Linked DNA regions of Mus musculus: all the other regions are linked to region 1. A link is a contact called in public Hi-C and HiChIP or PLAC-seq data. All regions are on one chromosome and are shown on one strand. The core of a region is the stretch at or near the end of the contact, and the rest is flanking DNA. Distances in the headings are between cores, read along the strand shown. Region 1 holds the start of Dnajb12 (DnaJ heat shock protein family (Hsp40) member B12). Region 2 overlaps Oit3 (oncoprotein induced transcript 3). Region 3 overlaps Mcu (mitochondrial calcium uniporter). Region 4 overlaps Chst3 (carbohydrate sulfotransferase 3). Region 5 overlaps Mcu (mitochondrial calcium uniporter).

Evidence for each region. A called contact is a pair of places that touch in the nucleus more often than the background predicts. HiChIP or PLAC-seq counts read pairs in DNA pulled down with a chosen protein or histone mark.
Region 2: a Hi-C map of bone marrow-derived macrophages shows a contact between it and region 1, with 28 read pairs. The contact joins the enhancer-like site here to the promoter of Dnajb12 in region 1. A contact is called at or near these places in 12 of 39 promoter capture datasets (the 3T3-L1 cell line, the HPC-7 cell line, cranial neural crest and 8 more), 2 of 484 Hi-C or Micro-C datasets (bone marrow-derived macrophages and nephron progenitors), 16 of 115 datasets of contacts at active chromatin or transcription factors (bone marrow-derived macrophages, effector CD8 T cells, embryonic basal ganglia and 12 more) and 2 of 9 other capture datasets (adipose tissue and liver).
Region 3: a contact with region 1 is called in an H3K4me3 HiChIP or PLAC-seq map of embryonic stem cells, with 11 read pairs. The contact joins the enhancer-like site here to the promoter of Dnajb12 in region 1. A contact is called at or near these places in 5 of 39 promoter capture datasets (cranial neural crest, embryonic stem cells, hippocampal neurons and 1 more), 6 of 115 datasets of contacts at active chromatin or transcription factors (all in embryonic stem cells) and 2 of 9 other capture datasets (adipose tissue and liver).
Region 4: a contact with region 1 is called in a Hi-C map of B cells, with 6 read pairs. The contact joins the enhancer-like site here to the promoter of Dnajb12 in region 1. A contact is called at or near these places in 2 of 39 promoter capture datasets (the C10 cell line and pre-B cells), 1 of 15 datasets of contacts at CTCF or cohesin (large pre-B cells), 9 of 484 Hi-C or Micro-C datasets (B cells, the HL-1 cell line, cerebral cortex and 6 more), 5 of 115 datasets of contacts at active chromatin or transcription factors (bone marrow-derived dendritic cells, craniofacial prominence, embryonic limb bud and 2 more) and 1 of 9 other capture datasets (pancreatic islet).
Region 5: a contact with region 1 is called in an H3K4me3 HiChIP or PLAC-seq map of bone marrow-derived macrophages, with 4 times the contacts expected there. The contact joins the enhancer-like site here to the promoter of Dnajb12 in region 1. A contact is called at or near these places in 8 of 39 promoter capture datasets (the 3T3-L1 cell line, the HPC-7 cell line, cranial neural crest and 3 more), 1 of 484 Hi-C or Micro-C datasets (nephron progenitors), 11 of 115 datasets of contacts at active chromatin or transcription factors (the NIH/3T3 cell line, acute myeloid leukemia, bone marrow-derived macrophages and 5 more) and 2 of 9 other capture datasets (adipose tissue and liver).

What each region holds. Positions count from the first base shown.
Region 1 is chr10:59,878,262-59,881,038 of GRCm38.p6, reverse strand. Dnajb12 (DnaJ heat shock protein family (Hsp40) member B12) reads right to left here and starts at 1,456. Exons shown (of 9, transcript NM_019965.3): 1 at 1,229-1,456. The coding sequence starts at 1,361.
Region 2 is chr10:59,429,589-59,432,365 of GRCm38.p6, reverse strand. Oit3 (oncoprotein induced transcript 3) reads left to right here. Exons shown (of 9, transcript NM_010959.2): 5 at 1,351-1,473; 6 at 2,715-2,777. Among named protein-coding and RNA genes, the nearest start is that of Gm36318, 11 kb to the left of the region's middle. Within about 2 kb of position 1,380, at least 127 of the 459 cell types and tissues checked have an H3K27ac peak or open chromatin away from gene starts, as enhancers often do. A contact at or near this core is called in the HPC-7 cell line, bone marrow-derived macrophages, effector CD8 T cells and 3 more, where this site is marked.
Region 3 is chr10:59,557,433-59,560,209 of GRCm38.p6, reverse strand. All of the region lies in intron 1 of Mcu (mitochondrial calcium uniporter), which reads left to right. Among named protein-coding and RNA genes, the nearest start is that of Gm40671, 17 kb to the left of the region's middle. Within about 2 kb of position 1,364, at least 11 of the 459 cell types and tissues checked have an H3K27ac peak or open chromatin away from gene starts, as enhancers often do. A contact at or near this core is called in embryonic stem cells, where this site is marked.
Region 4 is chr10:60,190,614-60,193,390 of GRCm38.p6, reverse strand. The region is part of intron 2 of Chst3 (carbohydrate sulfotransferase 3); the gene reads left to right. Among named protein-coding and RNA genes, the nearest start is that of Chst3, 27 kb to the left of the region's middle. Within about 2 kb of position 1,415, at least 55 of the 459 cell types and tissues checked have an H3K27ac peak or open chromatin away from gene starts, as enhancers often do. A contact at or near this core is called in B cells, cerebral cortex, cortical neurons and 2 more, where this site is marked.
Region 5 is chr10:59,577,292-59,580,068 of GRCm38.p6, reverse strand. All of the region lies in intron 1 of Mcu (mitochondrial calcium uniporter), which reads left to right. Gm40671 (a long non-coding RNA gene) reads right to left here. Exons shown (of 2, transcript XR_871744.3): 1 at 1,291-2,777. Among named protein-coding and RNA genes, the nearest start is that of Gm40671, 3.2 kb to the right of the region's middle. Within about 2 kb of position 1,413, at least 219 of the 459 cell types and tissues checked have an H3K27ac peak or open chromatin away from gene starts, as enhancers often do. A contact at or near this core is called in the HPC-7 cell line, the NIH/3T3 cell line, acute myeloid leukemia and 7 more, where this site is marked.

The DNA.
Region 1 (2,777 bases), core at 207-2,706:
GGGAGGAAAGTTCAGGAACGCAGCTGCCTCTAAGGTCAGCACTCCAAACCTGGGCAGGGAAGGTGAGAGGCTGGCTGCTGCGTCTTCATTTCATTTTAATAAACACGTATGGAATCTCAGGGTTTTCCACTTTCTAGCTGTGTCACATCCTAAGACGCTTATCGATGAGTTAGTTCCTCATCTTGAGAAGATAGAAGGGTGGTGTTCTGTCTTCCTGACTTTACAGGATCAGGTGGCAAAACACACGAGAAAGAACTTTCTACACAGAAAAGCACTATGGGTATTCTTGTTTATATACATTATCTGTTCCAACTTCCTGAACTTCCAGATGGGGAAACCCAAGCTCACGATGAGATGTGGGTCTCTTAATTCTGAAAGTCTGCTACATGTCAGAGAGTTTACTAACTCCACAGAAACAAATCCTGTGTCTTTCTCCTTCCCAGCTGGTATTAAAATTTTCTTTGGTCACTTCGGTTACAAACGCAAAAATGAGGGGGAGGTTACCAGGTAAAGTGAGACGATTGGGTAGCGAAGACAAGATCACTATTCCCTCCCTGGGTTGGGAGGTCTCAGACCTAGGCTATTAGCTACCTGGAGCTCAGCAGCCGTAGCAGTCCATAAGACCCGCCACCCGGGCTTGCTGAGGAAGAAGGTGGGATAGGGTGGCTGACACTGGGATCTTCAACAATCCATCCACTCCGAAACACCGCTTTCAAGAGACTGCAGGAAGGACTGCGAGTTGGAATGTCTTATTTCGCTAAGGGTTCTCTGATTGGAGCGAATGAATTCCTTCCCTCTCTAGAACCCATTCTCCCTTAGAATAGTTATGTTTATTTTCCTGAACTATAATATTTCCCAGGCCGGCCAGTGGCCCTGAGCCACCGAACAGCCCTCTGGGAGAAGTAGTTCGCTTTCGCGTCCACAAGAGTCCTCTTCACCGGGTCTCCCAGCGCGTCTCCTTCCCAGAAACCTCACATTCCAGAGGCCTCCACAAGCACTGGGAAGGGGTTGGGAGCCGGGCCCTCGGGGGTCTCCAGGGGGCCAGCATCCTAGAGACCGCGGCACCGCTGGACTACGAATCCCAGCAGCACCCGCGCGCGCCAGTGCGCAGGCGTAGCCGCGCCTCGCCACCCCTCCCCCCTCCGCCAACTGCTCCCGTCGGTCCGTTCCCGTGGTCCCCCGATCCGTGCTAATGCCCCCTTCGGTCCCTGCGGCGCCTCCCACTCACCGCTGACTCGTGGCGTCGGGTAGAGCCGCTGCGCCTTCTCCAGGAAGCGCAGCGCCCGCTCGGGCTGGTTGCTTTGGATGGCCTTGAGGGCGATGCTGATACAGCGCTCGGCTTCATCCTTGTTGGATTCCATGGCGGAACCCGAGCACGGAACCAGGGAGGGGGAGGCCGGGCGAGCGAAGGGCTGCGCCAGCCGCCGGCGCGTCGCGGGGCAGGCCGGCGCGGAAGGATGACATAACCCTCCGCCCCTCCTTCCCGGGATTTGAGTGAGGGTTGAACCCGGGCGGAAGCCCTACCGTATGTCTCCTAAGAAAGGGGCGTTCGGTTCGGAGGCGCTAGAACGCGCGGGCGCTCTAGAGCGCAAATGCTGAAGTTGAGTGTGCGCGCACGTTCGGGTGGTAGCCTCTGCGTTCCAGTCCGACTATCTGTGAATCGTACAGATGTTTACCGATTGTCAGACGCTGCTGTCTGATGTGGCAGTGGTATCAAAACAAAACCGTGTCCTCACAGAGCTTTCGTGGGTGGGGAGAAGTCAAGTAAACGGAAACATTCAGATAGTGACACAGTCAAGGCAAATATCGAAAAGTAGAGGGATGGAAGGGAGGGCTACCATTTAAGATAGCTTAATATATCAGAAACTCATTTTACAGGCTCTGAACTCTAAAGAAACAGGAACATGTGATTGGAGGAAGGGTGGTTCGACTGGAGGAAATAACAGATGGAAAGGCTCCGCATAAGGATTTTCGTTGTGAGTTATTGCGGGGATTAAGGAGGAGTTTACAGGAGTCACTACAGAGTCACACCAGTCAGGATGCAGCTCAGCCTACCTCCCACTTAAGTGACAGCAACTTAGTGAAGGTTGCCAATGACTTCCACTAGGCTAAATCTCCTGGCTATTTCTTAGCCCTTGCACTATGGTCTTTCACAAGAAACTACAATAAACCAAATGAATGTTAAAGGGTGCAATGCGATGGTGGTGTAAGCCTTCAATCCCAGCCCTTGGGAAGCAGAAGGACTCTGAGTTCAAGGCCAACCTGGTCTACAAAGTGAGTTCCAGGACAGCCAAAGGTACAAAGAGAAACTCTGTCTCGAGAAACAGACACAAACAAAAGTTAAAGAGCAGCTGTTATAATCAAGTGAGACTCGGTGAATATATATTCATCGAGTTGCAGATACACACACATATACATATATATAAAGCATAAATATATAACATAAACATATAAAACATATAAACACACACACACACACACACACAACTAGAAAAGATCATCCGAGTGAGATAATCCACACTCAGAAAAACAAACATGGTATCTCACTTATAAGTAGATTATAGCCATAGATAGAGTACAGGATAACCATTCTACAATCCACAGACCCAAAGAAGCTAAGTAACAAAAAGAGCCCAGGAAAGGATGTTTGAATCTCACTGAGAAGAGGAAATGAAATAGTCACAGGGGTAGAGGGAGGGATGGAGCAGGGTTGGAAAGGAGGTGGGCAGGGGAAGAGGAGGGGTGAGTGTTGGGAGAACTGCCATGGAGACTTAGCT
Region 2 (2,777 bases), core at 131-2,630, 450 kb after region 1:
GTCCCACAAGGTAGAGGGAGAAAATTGAACCCACAAGTTGTCCTCTGACCTCCACACACTGTGGCTTTGCTATACACACACACACACACACACATGTACACACAGGCACACAGGCACACACAGGCAAGCATGCACAGACACACACTGTGGTTTTCCTGTACACACAGTTGCACAATGCACACACACACACACACACACACACACACACACACTGTCTTTGTTATACACACATGCACACACACAAACTGTCACGGTTCTATACACACATGGTTGCATACACACACACACACACACACACTACATAAATTCTTTTAATTGTTATAGGTGGGCTTCTAAGCAGGTAATGAAGATTAATTCATTACAACTTTAGTCACTTCCATTGCCCAAGTACTGATATACTACGTCAACTTACTGATGACCCACTAACCTGTTTTTCCTAAGCACCCTTAGGCATCAGATTCCATCTCTCCCTGAGCATGTTAGATAATCTGAAACATTTCCTTCCATCTTCTTAGAAAAGAGCACAAAACTTTGGCATAAAGGCCAGTTTTGTAAATACTGTGTGGACCATCCAGAATCAATCAGAACTACCCAGTTCTGCCCTTGTAGTGAAAAGTAAATAAATAAAATAACCATAGACCATCATGATCTGCAAACAGTCATGCCTATGCGTGCTAATAAACCTTCATTTAGACACCATGTAGCAGATTGGGATCTGACAGCCCTCAACCTAAAAGATAAGTCCAAGTCCCACAAAAGTCATTTTGGGGATTAAGGTTGTGGTCATTGACATGCTGGAGCAGGGGCGGAACCTGGGGCCTTGGCAATGGTAGGCAAACGCTGTAACTGAGCTATTTCTCCAGCCCCGTAGCCTACAAAGACCTTCTATATCTGGTGCTCTTATTCCTAGAGAGTCTAGGAGAGGGGCCAATGATCCAACTGCTCTGCAGCAACGCTGACCCAGCCAGCAGGTCCAGAACTTTTACTCAATCCCTTTTCAGCCATCAATAGGTCTCTAAAATTTTAACTTATGTGTACATTTATTACAACAGTTAAGCAATGGCTTTGAGCCTTATACATATTTATGACCTCATTCTAATCATAAGAAAACTAGAAAGACACTACAGATGTCCGGAGAGCTTCAGTAGCTGTTGCTGAGGACGGTGCATTACTCTTGGCAGTCATAACATTTAGTGAACATTTTTGTGGGTTTGCCTAGTCACCAGTTACCACATTAGAGCACAGGAGACTGTGTCATGAGTTAAGAATAATCTCTGGTGACTAATGCTGAAATTTCCGCAGAAACGGGTTACAGGACGGGACTCTTATCTTTGCCACTTCCCTCTGCAGACATCGAAGGTTGTCACAACAACAATGGTGGCTGCAGCCATTCCTGCCTTGGGTCTGAGGAGGGCTATCAGTGTGAATGTCCCCGGGGCTTGGTGCTGTCTGAAGATAATCACACTTGCCAAGGTAGGGCAAGGGTTGAATCCCTTCTGAATCACAGGAGGTCCCTCCCTCCCACCTTTGCCTTCTCTCCTTCCAGACTGTAAGATTCTTATCTTTCAGAACCCTGTCCCTCTGAGCACCAAGTGTCCCCTGAGTCAGCAGTCAGGAATGGTTCAACAGAGAATCCCCTCTCCCTCCCCCTCCCTCCCTCCCCCTCCCCCACCCCCAGGGTGTGCCGGTTCAATCTGTAATCCCAGCACTTGGGTGATGGAGGCTAGAGCCCTGCCTAAGAAAGCAAAGTCAACCGGAGCTACCCAGTCAGACCTTGTCTCATAAACAGACAGGAGTGGGGAACGCTCTCTCTTTTTAAAGTCCAGAAAAGCTAACGCTCCTTCGCTGATTGCCTGAGTCAGTCTCTGATTTCTACAGCCAACAGTGCAACTGCTACTCAGTTAGAAGTATTGACTTATTCAGCAGGATTCCAGGGGCCAAGCCTAGCTTGAATAATGATGAATGGCGAATTCTTCCCCATCATCAATAGTGTCCTGAGAACTGTTCCCCAGTTCTTGGTGACTGGGCTATTCATCCCATCACCCAGCAAACTCGGACCGAGCACCAGTGTCTGATTTCTTTGTACGTCTCGATGCTGAGATGTATGCTCACAGATGGGGACTCTGACAGTACCTAGTGTCCTTCGGGGTGTTTGCAGGGTGAGAGAACATGGACTTAGGAAGGCCACAGAAAAGTGACCTCTTCTTCATATTAAGTTAAAGTGGAATTTATAGTCTGAGTTTACAGTTGGCTGAGTAGCTCGAGGACAATTGGGAAGGCTTCTGGAGTGCGGGAACACTGTTTATGCCTGTTTAATGGGGCAGTAACTAATGTCAAAACACAGCAGCTTTGCTGTGCCATTTAATCCTATGTCAGCGGCATCTTCCAGCTGTGCTGCAAGTGAATTGTGAGGGCGCTAAAGTCCATCCTTAGGATGTCTCATCCCGTGGAGTCATGCCAGCCACCCTTAGGACAGGCTTTGGACAGAGGCTTAACCACACTATTCCCTGCCCAAAGAATATGATTTGAGGAGCATCACTGACCATCATCTTGGGAGTTAGGGATCCTGGCTGTATTCATTGACCTGCTTCAAGCCCTTTCCTGGAGAAGAGCCAAGAGTGCAGATTGCACGGAGGAGAAAGCATCCCCCTAGAAGCCTCCTTAGCTTCCGCCCAAGCAGGCTTCCTGTTCTAATAGACTCCCTTTACACACAGTCCCCGTGTTGTGCAAGTCCAGCGCCATTGAAGTGAGTGTCCCCCGGGAGCTGGTTGGAGGCC
Region 3 (2,777 bases), core at 115-2,614, 320 kb after region 1:
ATTGAAGATTTTTTTTCCTTCTGGATCTAAGCTTTAGGCTGGGATGTGTTGGCTGAGCTTTTCTTTTTCTCTTTCTTTTTCTTCTTTTCTTTCTTTCTTTCTTTCTTTCTTTCTTTTTTTTTTTTTTAAGATTTTATTTATTTTATATGTATAATGAGTACACTGTAGCTGTCTTCAGACACGCCATAAGAGGGCATCAGATCCCATTACAGATGGTTGTGAGCCATCATGTGGTTGCTGGGAATTGAACTCAGGACCTCTAGAATAGTGCTCTTAACAGCTGAGCCATCTCTCCAGCCCCAGCTGAGCTTTTCTTGAGGCTAACAAATGTCTGTTCACCCAAGCCAGATAGGTGCATCAGCAACAGACCAGAGACACATTCCACCCAAGTTCATCCACTGACTTTATTGAGTCCAGGCCTAGGGCCTCTTTATTCAAAGAGTTGAAATAATGTGTTACCTAGATGACAAAAGTGACAATAACATTGTATTCACAGTGAAGCAAGTATAGATTAGACAGGAACACACTCTCAAGACTGACAACAGATCCCATGGGCTAAGGTTCTCAAGGCCCCAAATGTCTGTGGCTTCTCCGAATGGGACCAAAAAAAGGGGAAAGGGAGCCGTTTGCCGTTTAGTCACTCGGGGCATCCTTTGGGTGGTTCTCTATCTTTGATAGATTGCATTATGTATCTATTTCTTTACTGTGAATTTCCCATAATGCATCTGGCTTTTTTTTTTATCACATGTATACCTAATCTCACTCAGACATAAGACAGCAAATAGTGGGTTCTTTCTAAAACTTCACTTACACCAGCATAGTTTACTTATTGCTCGTGTACCAAAACTAGTTTGGTTGATCTCATTTTCATAGCCGAACAGAGTGTTCTGTCTCAGATTTGATGTTCAGTATGAGAAATGTATTCCATGTTTGGAGAGGGCTGTGTTTGTGCAGTACCTGCAGGTAAGGCCTTCAGGTTGCCAAGTGCAGTATTAGCAGAGGCCTGTGTGCCTAGCCCAGACCAAGTGGAGTCGCTGAACCATTCCCTATGCTTGCCAGCCCCAAGCTTTTGTACTGGAGGAGAGGGGTTACCTACAGGACTGTGTGTGGGTGACTTAAGAGAGCTACATCACTGGAAAGCCCCACCCAGCAGAGGCAGGACTTGCCAAAAGTTACGGAGAGTCCACTCTTGGTTAAACTTTCTCAACTGGTGACCGCTTGTTCCATCCAAGAACATATCCAGCAGGACAGAATTATATACAACTTGGGGTAGAGGAGAGGACATGGGGATGGTGGAGTGGCTGGAGTCTCAGGTGAGGTTCACGAACCTATCTGTACCCTCTTTTGGGAGAAAACAGGCCGGATCTTGGGAGGTCCTCATAGCCGCTCTGATTATCATGGTAATGCCCCTGCTGTGCCTGAAAGGTGTTCCACCCTCCTGGAATTTCTGAGAAAAGCTTCTTTTTGCACTGGCTGGCCTCCAAGTGTTCTCAGTGTGAAGCAATCAGCACACCAGGGATCCCATCCTGAGATGACATTCCCTAAAAGCCTCCAGGTTTAATATGGAACCCATTTTAAATCACAAAATGAGTCTGAATCTTTTTACTCTGTGTCCTACAGAATGGAAGTAGCCATTGGTAGGAAGACATCCAGGCCAGGCACGGCTTACAGACTGTCTTCATGGAGGAGGGGTGTTAAGATACTAAGATGATGGAGTCATTTGTGGCCAGAGAACCTTGTCTAGCTCTATAACACGGCTCCACTTGTGATTTGATTTTAGTGTACTGCCAGGTACTGAACTCACACCTTACACACGCTATGCAGATGCTCCACCACCGAGCTGCATCTCCAGTGCTTTTGATATTATACAGTAGCCATTGTCCTTGCCTGCTGCCCTTGAAAGTTCTGTGTCATCTGGAAGACTGACTTTTCCCAAATTCCATTTTGATGAGGAGACTAAACTATATAAATGTTGATTTGTGCAGTTTACTTCTTACTAATGATCTGCCTTCAGAATTCGCATCTCTGTGATTTATAAACTGTGTAAATGAATCTGCAGCAGGATCCTCTGACTCTCCATTCTTCCCAGTGCACCTCCAAGGGCGAGAAAATATAGAGAACCAACTGCATGGGTGGTTACAGATTCTTCACTGCTTATATTGATGTAATTAGCACAGCGATGGGCACAAACTGTATGTTTCCACATGCACACCAAGCCGGGATAATTGATAGGATGTGCGCCATAGTATTGACTTTGCCTATTAAAAAGGGTAGGTAATGTCAATTTTAGAGGGTTATAAAGTGGCATTTTAGTACTCCTGAATATTTCTAAATCCTGATTCAAGAGATGAACCTCGAATACTAATTTGTTTTATTTGATACTTAGGAGACCCAAGTGCAAAGCTCTGTGGATAAATAAGGTAGTTCTTGTTGTTTCTTAGAACTAACGGAAGTAAAAATAAGTTCCCATGATAATATGCAATATTAAAGCGTGTCAGATATGAAGCTACAGAATTCAGATTTTTTTTTTACATTCTTTGTTGTTGTTATTGGTGGTGGTGGGGATAAGGGGGTGACACACGTGTGTTCTAACACACAGACAGAGGTAGAGGTCAGCTTTGAGAAACTCAGGTCTCTGCTTCCTATGTGGGTCCCAGGAGTCAAGCTTAGGTCATCTGGCTTTGTGGCAGGCACCTTTATCTGCTTAGCCGAGTCATTAGTCTGAGAATGTAGATTTTTATTTTTTTCACACCTATATACATAGGTTTCATGGGAGG
Region 4 (2,777 bases), core at 166-2,665, 310 kb before region 1:
GGTCACCACTTCAGCAACATCCACTAGGTTAAAACTGGGATGTTGATTGCACCCCAGAAAAATCGTTTCAGAATAGGTCTGTGTGGAACAGAACTAGGCTTATTATGAGAGAAACCACGGGAGCACACACGGGAGTCTAAGCAAGGACAGTCAGAGAGAGAGAGACTAGGTTCAGTGTCTTATCAGAAACATATGATTTCATGACTTTATGCTATAGTATCCAAAGGATGTAATTTTCTTTTCCTTCCTTCCTTCCTTCCTTCCTCTCTTCTTCTTCTTCTTCTTCTTCTTCTTCTTCTTCTTCTTCTTCTTCTTCTTCTTCTTCTCTCTCTCTCTCTCTCTCTCTCTCTCTCTCTCTCTCTCTCTCTCTCTTTTTCTTTCTTTCTTGGCTTTTTGAAACAGGGTTTCTCTGTGTAGTCCTGACTATTCTGGCATTAGCTCAGTAGATCAGGCTGACCATGAACTCAGAGATCCACCTGTTTCTCTGCTTCCTGAATGCTGGGATTAAAAATATGTGCCACCATGCCTGGCTTTTTTTTTTTAAGATTTACTTATTTATTTGTTTGTTTGTTTATTTAATGTGAGTACACTGTTGCTCTCTTCAGACACACCAAAAGAGGTTATCAGACCCCATTACAGATGGTTGTGAGCTACCATGTGGTTGCTGAGAATTGAACTCAGGACTGCTGGAAGAACAGTCAGTGCTCTTAACTATAGAGCCATCTCTCCAGTCTGCTTGGCTTTTTTTTTTTTAATTTTAAACAATTTTAATTTGTTTAATGAAATGAATTGTAAGGTGTTCTGTGGTGGTCAGGAGTGTGGATAAGTTACAAAGGTCTACAGCCGTGTTCTTTAGCAAGCATGGCTCATTTGTTGTTTATAACACCTTTGAGATATCTTAGAAAAATGGGTCTTGCCCCTGGAGCAATCTGTACTGATTTTATCAGTTGGGTGAATGAAGAACCTAAATTAGATCGCGTGGGGGAGGGGCCTTTTCCACTTCTCACATCCCCTTGACTTTCCTGTCTCTCTATCCAGTCTCACCTGTTACACAAAATCATTGACCCAGTGGAAAAGAACGTTTGCATCCAGGAAAATAAGCATATGAAAAAGAGAAAGTGATGGAGGGGCTCAGGGAAGGACTTGGAGCTCTGGATGCTAAGTCAGCACAGGAGGAATAGGGATTTTTTTGGCTTCTCTGGGCTCTATTGAAAGAAGAAGAATGGTCTTGGGCACATGTTAAATAGAACGAACTCCAGTGCTGAGACCAGAAAGGATGCGCCCCCGGGTGGGGAATAGTGGGAAGGGCTGGGGTCAGATGGTGCCCATAAAGGCTGGGAATGAGGTGTGGCTCCCATCCCCAGGGCCTTGGAGGGCTTGTGTTCTGCTCTGAGTTGTGCACGAAGGGTTTTCAGCAGCTAGAGTCACCCGGAGTACTGGGCTGGGTGTCTAAGACGCTCTCGACATCAGGACCGCGTTCGCGTATCTGAGTTAAGGTGCTCGTAGGCGCCCCCGTGTGTTGGAGACGGGGAGAGTTTGGGAGAGGAATGTGGACGGAATGCGAACCAGAAGACTCAGCTGTGCTGATGGACCAGAAGAGAGGAGTGAGATGCGTGAAAAGGAGGCCACCATCGCCTAAGAAGAGTGAGGGAAGAGCGCACCCCCAGGGAATCCCAGAGGAAGCTTTAGTAGAGAACGGCCAGAGCGCAGGAGAGGAAGAGGGAGGGGCACACCATGCAGTCCCCAGGTTGAAATGTAGCAAGGGCCACCCTCTCACAGAAGGTGACTGAGGACTCCCCCAGGGTGTTTTTAAGGGAAAAAAGGATATTGCAGAACGAGAGGACTGAGACACAAAGGCCAGAGAGAAATATGAGGCAGGAGGATGATCCTCTTGAGAACTGTGCGGCTGATTACTATGAGTGGCTTATGAGAATGTTTCCCAGCTTATACCCACTGCCACCTCCCAGACGGCAAGGCTGGATGCTGCTCCCTCTTGTGGCTCCCAACATCGCTAGGGCCAGACGCACAGTGGCCCTCACCAAATAGAAGTGTCCATGGAGAACCTCAGCCCGGCCGACATCTTCTTTTACTGCTCCTGGTGTTTGTACCCAGCAGGCTGTGCCCAGGCAGAGCTGGGTTGGGCATGAGGTCCTGGCATCTTTCAGCACTGACAAGGACATGTTAGCAGGCTGGCCTTTAGTGGCACCTTGGCAGTGGGGCTGGGGAGTTGAGAGCCATGGAGTAGAGGATGCTGGGAAGGCCATCAAGGGAAGAGGCAGCAGGGATTTCCAGCCAGGCAAGGATCTCAGGACCAGCATGTGCTTGCCAACCCTGGAAGAGAAGTAGCATGAAGTTTCAACCATGTTATAGCCCACTTCTTACACAGGGCGTCCTGCAGGGCAAGCTCTGCCACAGTCTCTGCCCAGTGAGTCCCATTCCGGGGCCCTCTTCGCCTTTCTTGGCCCTGTGAACTCCTGGCTTTGGGGTCCTCACGCATTCCTCCCTCTCCTGGATAGTCACCTGGCCTTGGGCCTCTCAAGGCTGCAGAGGGGACATCCAACCAGGGATGGGTGACAGAGCTGCCAGTCTGCTCACGCCATACCAGTATTCAGTCTTCCTTCTTCCTGGCAGTGCTTGGGAACCCTGCATTTCTGTGAGGGAGAGGAGGCTGGGTTAATGACTTCAAAATATAAAGCCACTGGAAGAGGTGGGGAAGGGAAGATGGGAAAGCTTGTCATCAGAGGAGCCCAACTCCCAAACCTGACTGTGTGCCTGGG
Region 5 (2,777 bases), core at 164-2,663, 300 kb after region 1:
TTGCTTGGCAAATCCATAAATGACAGGGAGTTGTCAGTTTTGCATTTTCCAAATAGAGATTGACACTAGTTATTGGATAGACTGTATTCATCAAGCTGTGGAAATCACTGATGTCAAATTCCATGTGTGATCCTCACACGGTACTGTAACTGTAAAGGAATGTGACGTGGTTCAGTTGCAATGTGACAAACATCTGACAATGACATGTGAGTGTCCTCCTCACATCTCCTATGACAGTGAGACCACAGACCAACTTGGCCTCTATTAAGAGAAGTATAACATACTGAACATGGACTGTGATCCAGCTGCCGCACTGTATCCATGGCTGGGTACCAGTATATTTTAAGGATTAAATATTTAGAATTTGTGTATTTAGAAGAAAAAAAGAGGATAATTTTATAGGAAGGTAGTAGCCACTCACTATTAGATTCAGAACTTAGTGGTCTGCCTTGGTACTCAGGTCTTAGTCACAGGACTTATAAGCACCAGCTGTGACGAGTGTGTGCTGTGCATTGCTAGACTGTTTTAACACCAATAGTTTCCCAGCAGAGGCAGAGAATGTGCTTGAGTCTGCATAATACCTTGTGAATCCTGCACGTTTGAGAGTTTATAATAATAGAACATGACACAGTTTTGAGTTTAAAGCATTTATAGTTAATGGGACTGCAGAAAAGTCATTTTCTGTTATGTATGTCTGCATGCAATTTTAGCTTTTATAGTGAATATATATTACTCTATAAAAAAACAGTTGTAAAGCAATGCTCTTGTTTTGCAAATAAACAATAATACTTTAAAACAGTTACAACATAAAGAACTTAGGTCTGAGGATATATCCCAGAGTTTGCCTAGCTCTGGATTCAATGTCCTGCCTGGCATAAAGTAGGCTTGGTGTTGCCCATAGTCCTGCAGAAAATGAGACGGGCAAATCAGAAGTTCAAAGTTACCCTCAGCTCAGTAGTAAGCCTGGGTTTCATGAGACCGTGTCTCTAAAAACCTGTGTACCAACAGAAACACACAGCTTGTTCCTCGAAGTTCCTAAAAAAAAACAATCCAAACCATAGTCAGTGACTAGAAATCTCTAGGTGTATCAGCCTTTTCATATGCTGGAGCTCAGAAAACAGTGTGCGAAGGTTTCTCGCTCATTTCCTGTCTTTTTCCTGTGTGTCATCCCTCCCTCATTCTCTCCCAAGGCAAAGCACAGAAACTAGAATTCATTCCTCCTCCCCAAGCGAGGTCACAGAAACCAGAGCCCTTTCTTCCAAAGCCAGCCATAAAACCTACAAATATTACCTTAATCTTCCCCTGCTGATCTGTCCTTCTGCTAGCCATAAAGATAAGGCCATGTAGACCAGCTCACAGCGGTCTTGTCCCAGCCTTGGGAGGGCAAAGTACTACACAGGGAGGAAAAGAAACATCTGGGCAGGCTGTGGTCTTTAGCCTTCCGTCATACCTTTTGGTCTACTCATAACTCAACATGGCTGTCTGTGAGTCAGCAAACCTAAGCCTAAAAAAAAAATGTGTGGTTCTCGTTTGGTCTTTGGGTCTTCAATTCTGTAAAATTATGATGAAATATACATGTTCTGCCTCTCTCCTGTTAGCCTGTCTTCCAAGAATGTCAGCCATCAGCCTTTGTGGTGGGCAGGAAGACACATCCTCTTGTGTGTGCCTACATGTGCTTTCAGACCCAAGTGCACACGTGGACGTTGGGTTTGGATATGCGCGTTTCCCTTTTGCCTTTAGCTTGTTTAAGTGCTAGAAAAAGCCTGGCTTTGGCAGATCGCTCTGCTTGCTCAGGGTTACCTCCTGCCTCCGGGTTTGGATTATTAAGTAACTAAATAGGAAATCCTGACTAATTTCTGTGATTCATTTCCTCCCTGACTGCTGCTGCCTAGCATGGCTGTAATGTCAGAGGATGCTAGTTCTAAAAGGAAGCGAGTGGGAGAAAAGGCTGCTATCTCTCGTGAAAATGTTTCCTGCTAAAGCAGACATCTTTGCTGTCCCTCAGATGGCTTCTGTTACATCCTCAGAGACCAAGGGCTGGCCCCTTAATGCATATTGAGTAAGCGGGACTCTGACCCACTCTTGCCTTCTGGGAGTGTTTAGGGAAAGTGTTGCTAAGATACTTCAGTCAATAGGTTGTAAATGGAACCAACCCCAAGCCACACCCTCTTCCTCCACTGTTAATCTTACTAAGTGTTAGTTTAGGATTTGGGGTTATTTAAGTGGCTCAGGCCTCTCAATTTTACTTAAAAATTTTAGGGGGCTTTATTGTTACTTGACGTGGAATTTGAAAACTAAAAAGATGAGTCTGGCAAGCAGCAGATTGGTGTGAACGTCACCAATGTGCTAGAATGCGGGGCACATTGAGTGTTTGTAGGTCTTATGAAAATCATTATTAGCAGCTCTTCCTGTTTAGTTAAGAGGTTCAGTGGTCCTGGCATTGCTGCAGATGCACAGGATGGGCAAGCAGGCTGAGAGATGGAATAAAAGTGTTTACCCCAGATCAATTTTCAGATTTTTTTATGTGTCCCTAGGACGCTTTCAAATTTCAGAGCCAGGCCTGGTAGCACTTGCCTGAAATCCCAGATCTTAAAAGGCAGGAGCAGTAGCAATAGGAGGTTGAGGTTAGCCTGGGCTACATGACACCCTTCCTGAAAAAAAAAAAAAGTATACATTAAACACACACACACACACACACACACACACACACACACAATTTTTTTAAAGAAGGAGATGTTATGCCCTACCACTCTTTTGGAAGTTATCCTGGATTGTAG